2 separate regions of the Salmo salar genome follow, and region 2 is linked to region 1. A link is a contact called in public Hi-C data. All regions are on one chromosome and are shown on one strand. The core of a region is the stretch at or near the end of the contact, and the rest is flanking DNA. Distances in the headings are between cores, read along the strand shown. Region 1 overlaps LOC106569810 (CTD small phosphatase-like protein). Region 2 holds the start of LOC106569810 (CTD small phosphatase-like protein).

Evidence for each region. Hi-C and Micro-C count contacts between places; a contact is called where the count stands out from the background.
Region 2: a Hi-C map of muscle shows a contact between it and region 1, with 8 times the contacts expected there. The contact joins the promoter of LOC106569810 here to the enhancer-like site in region 1. A contact is called at or near these places in 3 of 3 Hi-C or Micro-C datasets (blood, gill and muscle).

What each region holds. Positions count from the first base shown.
Region 1 is chrssa14:46,648,433-46,652,807 of Ssal_v3.1, forward strand. It overlaps LOC106569810 (CTD small phosphatase-like protein), which reads right to left. Exons shown (of 8, transcript XM_014141438.2): 5 at 1,808-1,864. Among protein-coding and RNA genes, the nearest start is that of LOC106569810, 38 kb to the right of the region's middle. Within about 2 kb of position 2,214, at least 2 of the 13 cell types and tissues checked have an H3K27ac peak or open chromatin away from gene starts, as enhancers often do. A contact at or near this core is called in muscle, where this site is marked.
Region 2 is chrssa14:46,686,930-46,690,980 of Ssal_v3.1, forward strand. It overlaps LOC106569810 (CTD small phosphatase-like protein), which reads right to left and starts at 1,593. Exons shown (of 8, transcript XM_014141438.2): 1 at 1,527-1,593. The coding sequence starts at 1,578.

The sequences.
Region 1 (4,375 bases), core at 964-3,463:
GGGGGAGGAAAGGACTCCTGTATAGTTGGGGACGGTACCAGAGGTAACAGGAGGGAGTTCAGTTTTTGATCCCCCCCATGGGGGAGACCTTTTCTTTTTGACTATTATTTTAATAAACACCTTTGAAACTGAGCTAATCCTACTCTGTTCGTGTCTGATCTGTGTAAACGTTTTGACCCCAAACCCATAATACATTGACTGTCACATTAAGTGGCTCGGGAGAGCAAGGCATGAAGTGGCACAAACTGCTCTGTGTTCTGCGCCAGCAGAGGGACTGTGCTACTTCTCCCCCCTTGACATCCTAGTCATCCACCTCGCTGGAAACGTCTTGGGATTAAACCGAGGGGACGGCACTGGTGCGGCTGATACACAGATTTAGAGGCGGTCATCCGAATGTTTCCCGGGACGACGGTGGTCCTCTCTTGATATCGCGCTGCGCTGGATGTTCCAGTGAGACCAGAAGATGAAAAAAAAAAAGTGCATAGAGAGGGCCGGGCGCTCCGTCAATCAGCTGGTGTACGCATTTCAGGGAACACAATCCTCCCACCTGGTCATTAAGCAGCGTGTCCCTGGGATGTAGCGTAGGGGGTGGCATGAATCTGACGGATGAGGGCAATGATGTATTCTATCTCCAGTCTCCTCCGTAGTAGCAAGATATGAGCAGTAGTACACACACACACACACACACACACACACACACACACACACACACACACACACACACACACACACACACACACACACACACACACACACACACTCCCTGTCCAATGGCACTCAAAGATGCTCTTTTAAGAGCCACCTAATAACTGAAAATAAGCACACTGTGTGGGTGTGTCAGGACTGGGGGAACGGGACTTTTGTTGCTCATTCACTCACTACTAAGCATTTATTTATATTGCTTGGTAAAACTTATTTTTGTTGTTGTCTAAAACAGTTGATGTGTTGAAAATAGTCACATCGCTAACCAAGTTAGCAAGCATGGCATTTTCTTTTAACTGCACAAAGGTCATGCAGGCAAGCAATGATGTTGGTGTTATTTAACCTGGGTGCAGCTGTACCCCCCTGGCAACTTTTTACTTGGATGGTGGACCTCAGGTTTTCCGGAACGCATTGAAAAGTAACTTGACACAGTCAATGCAAATTTGGAGTATTGTATTTTGTTCCTAATGCTAACGACCCTGTTAAAAATACAGTATGCGGTTCTCGGTAATTGCCGAACAGCTCATGACTAGAGGCGAGGAGCGTGTTGTGTACCTCCAAGCCGATAAAAATTTGCTAATCAACTTTGCACAGACATGATGGTAGGGAGATTTGAATTTAACATTGAGCTTTATCCAATGCCATACTATTACACCTACAACCAGTGTTTTGGGATCATACACCTGAAATCAGTCAGAATTACAACAACTACAAGCACTGATCATACACACATTAAGTGAAACAATCAGACAGCTATCCTCTTTCCCAGTAGCAGTAGCTGCCACCCAGTACAAGTAATCATGAATAGGCCAACCAGGATACACACAGCCTATCCTGGATTACTTGAACTGGGTCACAACCTTTCTCCTCCTCCTCCTCCTCTTCCTCCGGAGTTGTTGAGCTCAGAGGAACTGGGAGCAACAGTGGAACATTTGGTCGGGTTTCGAAAGACTTGTGAAAATATTACTTTTTAAAAATGTGGCTTCTATAAAAGTAAAATTTGTCATTTCTGACATCACCGTTGCAGACACTAATGACTCTGGGTGGGCATAATCCAATAACCAGTATTTAAAAGTGAATGAAGACAGAAGTGATCCTACAGTACCTGATGAACAGTGCCATCTATCTCCACTGGGACTATGAAGTCAGCATTGCTAATGGGCTGTAGAGAGAAGAGATAAAACACAACATGTCAGTGTGTCTCAGAAACTGTTCCACAGTGGTGTAATACAACAGTCACACAGCAGAGGGAGAGCTTGCACTGTGCCATAGATTTTAGGCTAGCACACCCATTCAGTCGCCTTCAAGAAAGGAAAACTAATCTTCTCCTGCCCCCTTTAAAGTATTATTCTCCTCCTCCTTCCCTTTTTCCGCCAAAACAAATCTCTCTGTTTCTCTCTGCCTTTCTCTCTAACAAACTATGACAGAGAGAGAGAGAAACTGTACCAAGTAAAAGAGAGGAAGAGAAGAAGAGGGGGATTACGAGAAAGATATTTTGGGTATTGACACCAGAGGCCAAGCAAGGTCACCGTTAGTCAGACTCTCTGAACTACAGTCTATCCCTGCTACTGCTGTTGACTCTCTAACATGGGACAGAACAGTCTCTACTGCTGTTGACTCTCTAACATGGGACAGAACAGTCTCTACTGCTGTTGACTCTCTAACATGGGACAGAACAGTCTCTACTGCTGTTGACTCTCTAACATGGGACAGAACAGTCTCTACTGCTGTTGACTCTCTAACATGGGACAGAACAGTCTCTACTGCTGTTGACTCTCTAACATGGGACAGAACAGTCTCTACTGCTGTTGACTCTCTAACATGGGACAAAACAGTCTCTACTGCTGTTGACTCTCTAACATGGGACAGAACAGTCTCTACTGCTGTTGACTCTCTAACATGGGACAGAACAGTCTCTACTGCTGTTGACTCTCTAACATGGGACAGAACAGTCTCTACTGCTGTTGACTCTCTAACATGGGACAGAACAGTCTCTACTGCTGTTGACTCTCTAACATGGGACAGAACAGTCTCTACTGCTGTTGACTCTCTAACATGGGACAGAACAGTCTCTACTGCTGTTGACTCTCTAACATGGGACAGAACAGTCTCTACTGCTGTTGACTCTCTAACATGGGACAGAACAGTCTCTACTGCTGTTGACTCTCTAACATGGGACAGAACAGTCTCTACTGCTGTTGACTCTCTAACATGGGACAGAACAGTCTCTACTGCTGTTGACTCTCTAACATGGGACAGAACAGTCTCTACTGCTGTTGACTCTCTAACATGGGACAGAACAGTCTCTACTGCTGTTGACTCTCTAACATGGGACAGAACAGTCTCTACTGCTGTTGACTCTCTAACATGGGACAAAATAGCCTCTACTGTGACCAAAAGCTTGGCAATTAAATTACTTCCATTTGCATAGATCTAAGAGGAGACTTTTGAATCTTCTGATCTACCCGTCAGGTGTGCCGGCAGCTTGCTTTGCACTAACTAGTTAGCTACCTTTAAAAATGACTTTTCTTTCCCAGAACAGGTAAGAAAATGGTGCCACTCTCAGAGTTGGTTATCTATAAACTCAGACTGCTTTACAAAACACACAGTGCTGCTAGATCACAGCAGACACAGCCTGGATCTGTCCTACTGGAAGTTGTTGAGGAGGAACAGAGGTCTGTAAAGGTTTAAGGAAACAGTGACTCGCTCTCTGTTGTTTTATCTGCAGCACAGACTGCTTTCAGTGACGAGAGAAGTGCTTTTTGAAGTCGGTTCAATTCTTAAAAAAAATAAATCACAGTTTTCAATTTCGGTTTCGATTATTTGGGTTGAATGCTGTAACACAGAATAAAACAATTAATAAAAGTCCCATGAGGGTAGTGACTGCCCATTACAGCTTATCACTTTATATATTTCAGTTGTTGTATACATTACATTTGTCTTATTTGATGACTTTATTATTTCATTCCAAGTCATCATCTCATCTCTATAGAGCTGCTGTCTGACAAAGTCACTATTTAGTAGTTGTTCAAAGTAAATAAGGCATACTTTTATGACTGCTGAATACCAACTATCAACCACCTAGATCATACATTTTCAGGTAGAGATACCTGGTGAAGCAACAGCTGCTCTCTATATCACCTCACGATACGTCGCTAAGCAACAGCTGCTCTCTATATCACCTCACGATACGTCGCTAAGCAACAGCTGCTCTCTATATCACCTCGCGATACGTCGCTAAGCAACAGCTGCTCTCTATATCACCTCACGATACGTCGCTAAGCAACAGCTGCTCTCTATATCACCTCACGATACGTCGCTAAGCAACAGCTGCTCTCTATATCACCTCACGATACGTCGCTAAGCAACAGCTGCTCTCTATATCACCTCGCGATACGTCGCTAAGCAACAGCTGCTCTCTATATCACCTCACGATACGTCGCTAAGCAACAGCTGCTCTCTATATCACCTCACGATACGTCGCTAAGCAACAGCTGCTCTCTATATCACCTCACGATACGTCGCTAAGCAACAGCTGCTCTCTATATCACCTCGCGATACGTCGCTAAGCAACAGCTGCTCTCTATATCACCAGACGATACGTCGCTAAGCAACAGCTGCTCTCTATATCACCTCAAGATCACGACACGTCGCTAAGCAACAGCTGCTCTCT
Region 2 (4,051 bases), core at 343-2,842, 38 kb after region 1:
GGAAGTAGTTGAGTTCTTATTTGTTTTGTTAACTATGAGTCCACTTTTTTTTGGTATGATCTTTCTTATATCGTTCCGATATAGGTCAGACACTTTAATCCTTATTGGGGGGGGGGGGCTACTAAAACCGTCCTACGGGATCATTAAGCTATTTGATTTAAAATGTTAGGATCCCCTTATAAAAAATATGATGAAACATAATTTGATCTTTCTCCTATTAGCCCATAGAGACGCATTGAATAACGTATTTATACATGGAAAAACAGTTTAAAAAAAAAAACACATTTATCAAAAAGGTGTTCGTTTTAAGGTAGTTAGCGTCTATAAAACGGGTTAGTCCTCTCCAATCCATCATCATGTCATTCCATTGTAGCATAGCGATAATACCGCAACAGTTTCTGACAGCCAGAGCGCTTTCCCAACAACCACTGGTGATGCTTGTCAACTAGCTACCGTAAATTCATGTGGGCTTTTTTTTTCTTACCTTTCTCCTGATTAAACGAGATAATCTCCTCCTCCTTTGGGTTGGAAACCTGGGTTATTATAGACGTGTGGTCCATTGCGACGGATGGTTATTCCTTTTTGGTTCGTTTTTAAAATGTTTATTTGCTTGCTTGTTTGTTTTCTACAAAAACAAGATGTCCAGCTAGTCCTAGTCCACAATGGTTAACGTTAGCCTAGACGTTAGCTACCTTGCTAGCTGTGTTGAAATGGCAGCCGGGCCCTAAACTAGCTAGCTAGTGTAACGATGGCCAAATGGACTGAGACGGGACACAGGAGGGGCTACATGTAACTAGCTAGTGGTTTAAAGGTAAAATACCAACACTTGTCAATCGCTGGGAATATCCAATTTAGCAAGCAACATTCAAGAACAGCATGGGCAAAACAAACTCCCAACGTTGAACAAAAAAATAAGAAAACGTTGCTAACGTCTGGCTAGCAACTAGAGCTAGCCTTGAACTGATATCAGTGTTCAATTCAACATAAAAATTAACGTTGACTGAAACAATGATGAAACGACGGAAGAAACAAAAAAAAAGACCTCCCGCTCTCGCCTCGGTCAAGTTTCAATACGAAAGTGGGACAGTTCCGATAATCCCGTTTCTTTGAACTCTCATTTTCAAAAAATAATTGTATGCCCCCTCTACACTCTTTCCAACATGGAGGCGTCGTGTGTATTTGATATTCACGAAATGGATCAGAAAGCGAGCAGCGCTCAAGTGGGAGGGGGCGGTTTCTAGGAACCCCCTCCCATGGATAGAAAATAATACCTCAGTAGCTATGGCTTTATCGACGTACCACTTTGGGTCAATGATATTTGAGTCACTGCCTTCTGAAATGTTGCAACAACAAAAAAAAAGATTGTCAGTCTATGATTGATGGCCAGTACATCATAGCTTGTGCACAATTTAAATCTGAACATGTTAGATTTGGGTTAGATTCCAGTCAATGCATGAATTAGGTCAAAACATGTATATGTCCATAATGACACAGATTCATATTTTATCTCAATAACTATACTCCACCTGTAAAACCGCTTGTGAATGCTTGTTTTTTTTCTCTCTCCAGTATTTGCATGTGGAACCTTGAGATGGACGGATTGGGTCCACGATCAGCATGAACCCAATCAGCACCACTGGACAAATCCAGCAGAAATGACATAGGCGCCATCGAGTGGCCAAAGTGTTGAATTCCAATCACAAGCTTCCTTCTGGCGTCGCTCTCATCTTACCGACACATCATATGAATGCCTTCAGAGCTGTGCAGCCTATCTCTGTCTTCGTGTGGGTGGAGGTTCCGTGAGGGGGCTGAATGTGGGTTAGATTTCAGCTGAGGAGCGAAAATACACAGCAGTTAGGCCTACCAGTTGCATAGCACACTTTGTTTGTGTGTGTATATATATATATATATATATATATATTAAGAGCAGCCTATGTTTTAATGTTTATTTACACATACTTTCCTTATCACTGATTCATGGCAAATACTGTTTAATGAGTGCATCAATAAAGCTAGATTCCATGACCACATTTATGTGTGTGTGTGTGTGTGTGTGTCATTCATCAATAAAGAATGAAAGAATTGATCATCATAACGTGTCAAAATCCTTGTGGTCTCTTCTCGCTCTCCATAGACAAGCACGCTATATTATTATTAACAGCCTATTGATTGCTACAGGTTTTTATGGATTTATGACCTTTGTATTGTGCATTTTTAGATTTCAATTCTGCATCTCCTCCTCCTATAGGCTACCATCATTTTGATCTCCCTGAGCCCCCCAACAGCTCAACTTTTACCCCCTAAAATGATTAGAATAAACATTAATTGACATTTTATTAATAAAGATCCATTGCAAGGACAACACTACTTCACACAGTAGAATATCATTTTTTTTATAGGCTTTGTCTTCCTCTAGTGATCACAGATGTTAACGACACCATATACCACTGACTTTTTTAATATTTCCTGTCTGTAATATGCTTACTTACTTACTTTATTGTGTATTCTTATTTCTCATGTGTTTTTTTATAGTAATACATTGTTATTGATTATTGCATTGTTGGGTTTTGTGTTTGCAAGAAAGGCATTTTACCATACTTGTGCATGTGACATTAAAACTTGAAATTTGAGAAACACCTCTGAAGCTGATGATGAAGGTAGCCTAGTGGGCCAATAACCAAAAGGTTGTTTGATCGAATCCCCGAGCTGACGAGGTAAAATCAGTTGTTCTGCCCCTGAAGAAGGCAGTTAACCCACTGTTCCCCGGGCACCGAAGACATGGATGTCGATTAAAGCAGTCCTCCGCACCTCTCTGATTCAGAGGGGTTGGGTTAAAGCAGTCCTCCGCACCTCTCTGATTCAGAGGGGTTGGGTTAAATGCGGAAGACACATTTCAGTTGTACAACTGACTAGGTGTCCCCCTTCCCTCAAGTGGTATTGACAGATGGGGAGGATGATGCACATGGTCTGGTTTGTTCACAGGAGGCTTGGTCTTCTGATAGTGGTGATGATAGGCTAAACCTAGAGCCACATTGTACATAGCCCTATGAGTCTACTGTATGTACTAGGACACACCCTGGTTTTAGTAGCCTGATTTACATATGGATAGCCTATATATTTTTTTTATGTAACCTTTATTTAAATAGGCAAGTCAATTAAGAACAAATTCTTATTTACAATGACAGCCTACCCCGGGCCAAACCCAGATGACGCTGGGCCAATTGTGCACCGCCCTATGGGACTCCCAATCACAGCCAGATGTCATTTGTCATCAGATGGATTTGAACCAGGGACTGTAGTGACACCTCTCGCACTGAGATGCAGTGCCTTAGACCGCTGCGCCACTCGGGAGCCTAAACATGGAACATAATCTGAACCAGAATAATAGTGGATATTGTGGCTCCCCAGGTTGCCAGAGGTAAAGGCTATCAGAGACTTGAGTAGTCTAGGCATGTCTGGTATACATTTATTTGGGTATTTTACAGTTATCTGGTTATTATACAGTTATCTGGGCATTATACAGATATCTGGTTATTATACAGTTATCTGGTTATTATACAGTTATCTGGGAATTATATAGTTATATGGTTATTATACAGTTATCTGGTTATTATACAGTTATCTGGGTATTATACAGATATCTGGTTATTTTATAGTTATCTGGTTATTATACAGTTATCTGGGCATTTTACAGTTATCTGGTTATTATACAGTTATCTGGTTATTATACAGTTATCTGGTTATTTTCCAGTTATCTGGTTATTATACAGTTATCTAGTTATTATACAGTTATCTGGGCATTATACAGCTATCTGGTTATTATACAGTTATCTGGGTATTTGGTGTCAAGTAGCCTAGGGCATGTCTGGTTTACAGTTATCTGGTTATTTTACAGTTATCTGGTTATTATACAGTTATCTGGGTATTTTACAGTTATCTGGGTATTTTACAGTTATCTGGTTATTATACAGTTATCTGGTTATTTTACAGTTATCTGGTTATTATACAGTTATCTGGGTATTTTACAGTTATCTGGTTATTATACAGTTAT